Linked DNA regions of Mus musculus: regions 1 and 3 are each linked to region 2. Evidence: chromatin contacts called from public HiChIP or PLAC-seq data. All regions are on one chromosome and are shown on one strand. Each heading gives the region's core, a stretch centred on a gene start, on an enhancer-like site or on the middle of the called end of the contact. The rest is flanking DNA. Distances are from core to core; before and after follow the strand shown. Region 1 holds the start of 1700001K23Rik (RIKEN cDNA 1700001K23 gene). Region 2 overlaps Gm30234 (a long non-coding RNA gene). Region 3 has its middle 26 kb from the start of Mxi1.

Evidence for each region. HiChIP or PLAC-seq counts read pairs in DNA pulled down with a chosen protein or histone mark.
Region 1: a contact with region 2 is called in an H3K27ac HiChIP or PLAC-seq map of embryonic stem cells, with 5 read pairs. The contact joins the promoter of 1700001K23Rik here to the enhancer-like site in region 2. A contact is called at or near these places in 7 of 39 promoter capture datasets (the 3T3-L1 cell line, 3T3-L1-derived adipocytes, embryonic stem cells and 4 more), 2 of 484 Hi-C or Micro-C datasets (the AML12 cell line and embryonic stem cells), 5 of 115 datasets of contacts at active chromatin or transcription factors (embryonic stem cells and extraembryonic endoderm stem cells) and 3 of 9 other capture datasets (adipose tissue, embryonic stem cells and pancreatic islet).
Region 3: a contact with region 2 is called in an H3K27ac HiChIP or PLAC-seq map of embryonic stem cells, with 6 read pairs. The contact joins two enhancer-like sites. A contact is called at or near these places in 1 of 39 promoter capture datasets (fetal liver), 5 of 115 datasets of contacts at active chromatin or transcription factors (embryonic stem cells, extraembryonic endoderm stem cells and stem cell-derived neural progenitor cells) and 3 of 9 other capture datasets (embryonic stem cells, liver and pancreatic islet).

Annotation. Positions count from the first base shown.
Region 1 is chr19:53,253,920-53,256,619 of GRCm38.p6, reverse strand. It overlaps 1700001K23Rik (RIKEN cDNA 1700001K23 gene), which reads left to right and starts at 1,415. Exons shown (of 3, transcript NR_036590.1): 1 at 1,415-1,538.
Region 2 is chr19:53,057,513-53,060,236 of GRCm38.p6, reverse strand. All of the region lies in intron 2 of Gm30234 (a long non-coding RNA gene), which reads left to right. Among named protein-coding and RNA genes, the nearest start is that of 1700054A03Rik, 17 kb to the left of the region's middle. Within about 2 kb of position 1,331, at least 54 of the 459 cell types and tissues checked have an H3K27ac peak or open chromatin away from gene starts, as enhancers often do. A contact at or near this core is called in embryonic stem cells, where this site is marked.
Region 3 is chr19:53,283,275-53,285,974 of GRCm38.p6, reverse strand. No RefSeq gene overlaps it. Among named protein-coding and RNA genes, the nearest start is that of Mxi1, 26 kb to the left of the region's middle. Within about 2 kb of position 1,369, at least 87 of the 459 cell types and tissues checked have an H3K27ac peak or open chromatin away from gene starts, as enhancers often do. A contact at or near this core is called in embryonic stem cells, where this site is marked.

The sequences.
Region 1 (2,700 bases), core at 166-2,665, 200 kb before region 2:
TCCCTCCACTGTGCTGTCACCTCACGGCTGTCACTAATTGGCGGTCTGAATGAGAATGGCCCCAGGGGCTCATACTTGTAAATCCTTAGTCAGGACACACTGGCTCTATTTGAAAGGATTAAAAGGATTAGGAGGTGTGGTCTTGGAGGAAGTGTGTCACTGGAGGCGGGCTTGAATTTCATGTCTTTCTTTCTGCCTAAAAGATCAGGACAGAGCTTTCAGCTACTGCTCCAGCACGGCTTGCATGCTGCCAGGCTCTCCACCAGGACAGTGGACTAGAACTGTGAGACTGTGGGCGAGACCCAGTTAAATCCTTTCTTTCATAGAAATTGCCTTGGTCATGGTGCCATTTCCCAGCAATCGAACGCCAACTAAGACAGACCCTAATCCTTTGACACTCTTCTCTCCCAAGGTAAAAATTAACATGTCTAGGGGGACTAGGTGGCTTGCTTATCTTTCCTCTCCTTTTCCTGTCCCCCCCCCCACCTTGAGGTGGGACCCTCGCTATCTTGACTAGATTGGTTTCCAGCTTCTAGGCTCAACTTATCCTCCCACCCGAGTCTTTTCGGTAGCAGGGTCTACAGGTGTGCATTGCTACAGCCAGCTCAAGGTCTTGTCATGGAAGCCCAGGATAGCCTCCTGAATGCTGGATTACAGGTGTGTACTACTTAGCTAGTGGCTCATTTTTGAAGGCTAAAACCCGGCTGAAGTGAAGGCACATGGCAGCTGCCCAGGTGCTACGGTTTCCATTTTGTTCTTGAGTTACTCTGTGCACAACCTTGTCACAAGGACACTAGAGAAGACCAGGAAAAGTCCACACAGGGGACACCTCATGTCCACCATCAGCTACTACCCACAATGCTCACGCCTAGCCAGATCCTCTGATGGCTCTGTACCCACAATGCTCAAGTCCGGCCAGATTCTCAGATGGCTCTGGCTGACATCCTAGCTGCAACTTCTTCCGAGACTCCAAGCAACGTTCTTGACTTTCAACCTCGTAGACATTGATATAGTAGCAAATGTTCATTGTCTTACTCTATGTGTGCACAAGTGTGTCTGTGGGGACTGCACATGCATGTGAGTGAATCGCTGAGGGTGGAAGAGCCTGGAGTTACAGGCTGATGTGATCTGCTTGTAGGTGCTGGGAACCAAAAAGATCTCAAAGAGTGACAGGTACTCTTAACTACAGAGCCATCTCTCCAGCCCCCTTCAGTGCGTCGTTTTAAGCATCTGCATCTTGGAGTGATTTATTACCTAGCATTAGGTACCCACTGCCTTCCAAAAAGGTTTTGAACCCACATGTAGTTAAAAGTGTAACAGGATGGAACGCTGGGGTAAGATCTGAAAGATGACTGATGTCATAAATGGTGGGTCAGCCCAGGTGTTCTAGGGTATCCCTATAACCCCAAGGGGTGGAGACAGGAACAGCATAAATATACAACTGGATGGTAGATGTGGGTCTGCTGTGCCAGAAGATGAAGATGAAACAGCTGTAAGCTACTGGAAGCTGGGACAGCCACGTGACCCACGGCCTCTGGGTGAGCAGCACCGCACCACACAGTAGGAAGGCTGATACCTTGAAACTCTCTACCTACTCAGGTCACATGAAACATCTCTGAGAGGGCAAACACAGCCATGCCAATGGCTCACTTCCATAGTGAACATTTTCTGACAGTTTTCAGAGACTGTAGGCATTACAAAGGCGGTACTGTGTCATGAAGACATCACTTTTAACATAGGTAGCAGATAGAAAACAGTAAGAATAAACAAGGGTTAGTTGTGATGGGTGCCTCCCCACCCCCAGGCTTATTCTGCTTCTTACTGAACACCCCAGGTGATGTCCGCCCTGTCTCTGGAAAGTTCACGCACATGCAAACACATGATATAAACCGTCGCCGTTCACTACTAGATGGTGGTTTCTCTCTACTGTGAAGTTTACCAGTTGGCAATGATGTGACGTATGCAGTATCTTTTAGTTAGCTCAAGTTTTGAATTTCCCCCATCACATGGTCTTCCCCCATCACACATTCTTTTTGAGACAGTGTTGCTCGGCAGCCCTGTCTGGTACCCTGCAGGCCACCCTGGCTCCTAACTTGTCGTCATCCTTTGGTTTCAGGCTCATGACTGAGGTTACAGGTGTGAGTCCCCAGGCTGCTTCATCTTTCCCAGTTTCATTTTTTTGTTGTTGGTGTTGTTCAATGTTCAGAAACAGAGTCAAGGATTAAGTCACACATTCTACCACCAAGAAAGCACCTGTGTGTGTGTGTGTGTGTGTGTGTGTGTGTGTGTGTGTGTGTGTTTGTGTGTGTAGTCAGGATCTCCCTATAGCTCTAGCTGTCCTTGAACTCACTATGTAGACCAGGCTGGCCTCAAGCTCACAGATAGCTACCTGAGAGTACTGAGTTGAAAGGCATGGCAGCACATTGTTAATGACATACTGTTTGGGTGGCTTTTTTCTTGTTGTTGTTTTTTTTTTCCCTTATACATATAAATGTGTGTAATATGTTAAATTTCAAGACAAATCTGGCACCAGATGGTAGGAAAAACTTTTTAATTTTTCCCCCTTATACAACCATTAGACTGTGATATATATACAGGTGTTGTGTTTAAAAAGCATAGATGGGGGGTGGGCATAGTGTACACACCTTTAATCCCAGCACTTTGGAGGCAGAGGCAGGCAGAGCTGAGTTTGAGGACAGA
Region 2 (2,724 bases), core at 82-2,581:
TGGCTTGCTTCCCTTGGCTTGCTCAACCTGCTTTCTTATAGAACCCAGGACTGGCACTACCCACAATGGCCTAAGCCCTCCCCTCTTGATCACTAATGGAGAAAATGCCTAACAGCTGGATCTCATGGAGGCATTTCCTCAAGGGAGGCTCCTTTCTCTGTGATAACTTCAGCTTTGTGTCAAGTTGACACACAAAACCAGCCAGAAAAGCTTCATGAGAAAAGTCCCTGAAAGAGGAACATCACAGAGATGGACCCTTAGTTGGTTCCGCGCCATTCAGCATCTAAGGGTCGATAGCGTCTGTCGAGCAATTGATGAAGGAGAGATGTGAGTGGGGAATCACTGGGGAGCCATGTGCAGAGGCGGAGCCTGGAGGTGAAGGAGAAAGAAAGCAGAAGAAAGGAGGCTCAGTCCGGCCTGTCTCCTGAAGGGGCTTACAGAGAGATGGCAACTGCCCCCACTCCCGTTTTTTATCAGAACATTTCACCTCCTGTCTTTGGCTAGGTGTGTATATGTGGTGGGGGACGCAGATGTGGGGACATGTTAGATGCAGCATAAGAACCCCAGACTCTTTCTCTTCCTCTTCCCAGATCAGGAAGGACTGATCCCATGTCAGGGGGTCTTCTGTAACGCGCTCAGGAGCCAGATAAGTTCCTGCTTTTGCTGTTCGAGCGGATCCAGCCTAGAGACATCCTCTGGGCGCAGATGGGACATCCTGTGTGATAGAGGCTATCTCTCTTTATCTTCATCTCTCACCTTACCCTAAGGAAAGGAGCCAGAGCCTCTCCATACCGTACACAAGTACTTCCTGGACTGCTTAATGTGTAGACAGACCTCTGAGGCATGATACCCGGGCCCCTCAACCTCTAGTTCATTCCTGTCTTTGTCTTGTAACATTACTGTCATCTGTCTAAAAGTCACCATTAAACCTGGGACTTGAGAGGAAACCTTTCTTTAATAGTCTTCTTAGCCCTGTACTGCTGTGTCCTCTTGCCACAGGGGCCCCTACAGCCTCTTTTGTCTGTTGCTGATAGTGCCCCAGTTGGCACTGCCCTACCCCGACTGCTGTCTCACAGCAACTTCCGTACAGGCCCTAAGGGACAAGGTTTGGTGATAGGGCCCACGTCAGAGGTGTCCCCAGCTCAGCTTCTGCTCTGTCACCTTCTGCTAGTCTGTTATCTCTTCAGAAAAAGTCTCAGCCACTGTGCAGTGGGCCTTCCTACGGGGAATCAGAGTTCAAGGCCTTCAGGCAAGCCATACTCTATTCCCATAGTTAGTGCCCCAGGCATTGCCGCTCCCTCTGACTTTTGGAATATGAGCCTCTCCAGATTCCGGTTTGGACCTGTACTGTGGAACGCTGTGGCAGCACTGAGCCGCAGGAGGATTATAGGGAATGACAGAGGGCTCTGAATACTTGGCCAGAACTAATGTCTGCCCTCAGCTGGGTCCTAAGTGAGGGCTTGTTCCACAATAAAGCTATTAGCTTCTTCCTGGAATCCACATTCTACCTGGACCTTGAAGCCGGAACATCTGCTACTTAGGGTTCCAAGTGCCCTAGGCTGTGTTTTCTCCTTCTGTTATTTTGAACCAGAAACTGTTGTTAATAGGAATTCGTTGTGATGAGTCTCTTCTGGGCTCAGCACTGATCCGTTGGGCCACACAAGTAGACTTTCCTTGTTTTTAATTCTTTTCTTATGCTTAATGGATCACATCCAAAGACAAGATTCACAGAAGTCAAACAGAAAAACCAATCAACCGCTGTACTCAGCTCTGGAAGAAATCTAATCAAAACAACGTCAACGTAGTGCTGTCCCGTGTGGTAGCTGCTAGCCACAGGCAGAAGCTTTTAGTCATGTTTATCCCTGCAGTCATCCGCGACTCAGTGGTCGCCACGCTGGACAGGGCAAAATGAACAGTCACTTTGGGGAAAGTTTCACGGGACAGTCTAGGGAAGACACGCTATTTTCGATCCATCTTGACCTTGGATTAAGGAGGAAGGGAAGGGTCCTTAGGTGGGAGGAGCTGTGATCAGCAGTTCGATTGGCTTAGCTGTTGGGCCGCCTCCAGAGACCAGGACCAATCAGAGTGCAGGACTGCTGCTGTGCCTGCCATTGGTTTAAGAGTACTGGGCACCATAACTGTAGTTACCTGCTCTATCTGAAAACACTGTGGAGAAAGAAAGCTGGACCCCAATCTTACTCCTCAGTTCAGACCCCTAACCTTCTGTGTCCTTGGTTATTGACAAACTCTTAGAAGCCAGATCCTCCTGAGTTCAACTGCTTCTTGAACTTGACTCTTACTTCCTACAGTGAAATGCCTGTAGGCAAGTGCCCGAATGTCTTCAAATATTAGTTTCAATTAGCATTGTCTTAGAGGGGTGGTTACAAGGATGCAAGGAATACAGCTTACAAGGGAGTGTCACAGATCCTGCCAAAATGAACCTGCCGACGTTATGATGTAATTTCTTACGCTGTTTACAGCAAGTTTGCTGTTGCTATTTCTGCTTCCTTCTAAGATATTTTTGTGCAGTTGAGTTCATCAAACTTTTTTTAAAAAGAATATGTGTTTGGCCGGGCATGGTGGTGCTTGCTTTTAATCCTAGCACTAAGGAGACAGAGGCAGACGGATCTCCGTGAGGTCGTGGTCAGAGCCTGGTCTAGTGAGTTCTAGGACAGCCAGGGTTGTTACACAGCAAAATCCTGCCTCAAAAACTACACACACACA
Region 3 (2,700 bases), core at 120-2,619, 230 kb before region 2:
GCCACGGATGACCTGGTTCACCAAGCTACCCTGACAGGTTCTGAGTGACAGAGCCCTGGAGCTGGACCGAGAGAGCAGGGTTCAAGTCTCAGCTCCAAACACACTGGCACAGAGCTGTGCTTGGGCAGGTTGCTTACTCCTGGGGCCTTGGTTTCCTCTGTGAAGTGAGACTCATTATAATACCTGTGTGCTCACCTCACCCAGCTGGAATGAGAGAACCAGTTGACACAGTGCTCACAAACAGCCGTGTAATTGGTAAAGCGCTGTACAATTATGGGGCCACTATTATTATTTTTTCATGCCCAGACACCGATTCTGTTATTTTTTCAGAGCATCCCATTCTATTCCAGCTAGAAGCTGGGAATTCAACTTTGGTTAAAGCTAGATGAATCTGACCATGAACTGGGGCTGAGAAAGTGGAGAAACTCTTCTTAGTGGCTCCTCTACCTTCCTCCAAAGGGTCCTGAAGGACCTTTTACTTTGAGGGGATTCATAGACCAGTGCCTGTAAAGGGTTGGGGGATCAGGGGACTACCAGTCGCCTTGTGGTGTGGTTGTGTGTTGCAGGTGCCAAACCAGGCCCTAGAGAGAGCAGATTCCCCGCCAAGTAGAGCCTGTGTTGCTGGCAAGTGTGGTCAGGGTTGGTTCCTGGAATGCGATATAATTTGAGGTTCAGATATGCAAATTAGCACAGGTGAAAGGGCAGGAAAGGTTTGTGTAAAAGTAATGGGTTTGTGAGCTCTAGAGGGGACAGCCACATTGGCAAGACTGTTAGTAACGTACACTTTATCATGTAAGATGAGCCAAAAGCATCTCTGTTCTAATCTAGCCTAGGGATCCCGCAGCCTGCCTCTCCATCCTGGAGCAAGAGGGGTCCCAGGCACTTACAGCAGTTGCCCTGTCAACCCTGACTCTTGTTTTCATAAAAAGCCTTGGGCTGCATCTTCACCTGCTGGGATATGCCTTCCCTGTAAGCAGCCAATCTGCCATGTAGGAGCTCCTCATTGAAGGCAATTTTTCTTTTGGGGTGGGGGCCCACCCTCTCCTCCCCCGCCGCCGCCCCGACAGGAGTCCGAATCATTAGCTACTCGCTTCGGCAGTTTTATCATGGAAATGACATATTGAAATACAAATTGGGACGTGTACAGTATAATTACTAATACTGCATATTCATTTCCTTCCTTTGTCGCCATGAAGGCCTCTTCCCAGCCACATCCCCGTGCTGTGTGCAGTCAGCCCTGTGTCATTTTCTTTAGAGCCCAGGCGGGGCTGGAGGGGAAATGCTGGGGAGGGAGTACCTGCCTTCCTCCTCGACCAGGGCTATTTTTGTGCAATGCCGAGCTGACAAGCTGACGAAGCAGTTTGGTCTTCTGAGGTCTAAGGGCTTCCCAGATCTCCCCAAACAGCTCTGTCACTGAGCCAGACACGGGAAGTCCCAGCTGGAGACCTCTTTCAGAAAATTTAGATGTAAACAAGCAAACATTTCCAGGGATGTGGGGCCAGTGTCCCAGGCTGTACCACACAACCTCAGGCAGGACCCTTCCCGTCTCTTGGGATCTTCTTCAAAAAGGAGGTCACAGAAGTTGGTTCACTTGGCTAGCTGCCACGGTTGTACAGGCACTGTTGTAGGCACTCTGCGCTCTGTGACCTAGCCCAGCTCCTTTGTCTGTCCTTCCCCAGGGGAGCCCTGTATCACAAATACCTGACTATAAGGAGAAGTAGTTAAGGGAGTCGGTTCTGGTTCTAATCATAATCATGCCCCTGCCACTGAGCAGTTCTGTCCCTTTGGGTTAGTTTACCTAATGCATCTATAACTCAACTTCCCTGTCTGTGAAATGGGGCTTCTAGTTGTTTCTCTCCATAGAAGTGTTAAAGGGATTAAAAGCTTTAGTTCAGGGTAAGCATGCGTAACAGATACATTGCTTCTTTGGATAGCAAGAGCGATAAGGGTCTGGTTTCTGAGCTTAGGACCAAAAGGTCTTAGCCACTTCTGTACTGACTATGAGGACAAGCCCAGGCTAGCCTGCTGGATGATAAGAAAGCAGGTGAGGCAGAGCTGAGTCAGTCAGCCTTATTGTCTCAGCTGAGGCCCCAGACAGGTAAGAAAGACGGGCCAAGATCAACAAATCAACCCACAGTTAATCCGAAGATGACCACAAGAGCATGCAAAGCGCTATTCCAGACCAGAGGAAGCCCCGGATCAAAACACGGGCTGGAGAGCTAAGTGCATGTGTAATATTTTAAGGCACTGCGTTTCGAGCTGGCTTGTTACGCAGCAGCAGCAGCTACTTGATATATAGAGGAGGCTAGACTTTTCCCTTCTACCTGCTGCCTGCTCCCCTGACCTACTGACTGTGTCAAATAAAGACATGATAGTAAGTTATCAGAGCCAGAACACAGGCAGGCCCTAGAGTCAGAAGACAGACAGACAGAGTTTGAATCTTAGCTCTAGCACACATTAAATTATTTAATTTTTAACACGTTATTTCTCTTCCATGGGAATAATAGTAATAATAATAATAATATCTCTCATAAAATGTTGAATAAGATGGGCGTGGTGGCACACGCCTTTAATCCCAGCACTCGGGAGGCAGAGGCTGGCGGATTTCTGAGTTCAGGGCCAGCCTGGTCTACAAAGTGAGTTCCAGGACAGCCAGGACTATACAGAGAAACCCTGTCTTGAAAAACCAAAAAAAAAAAA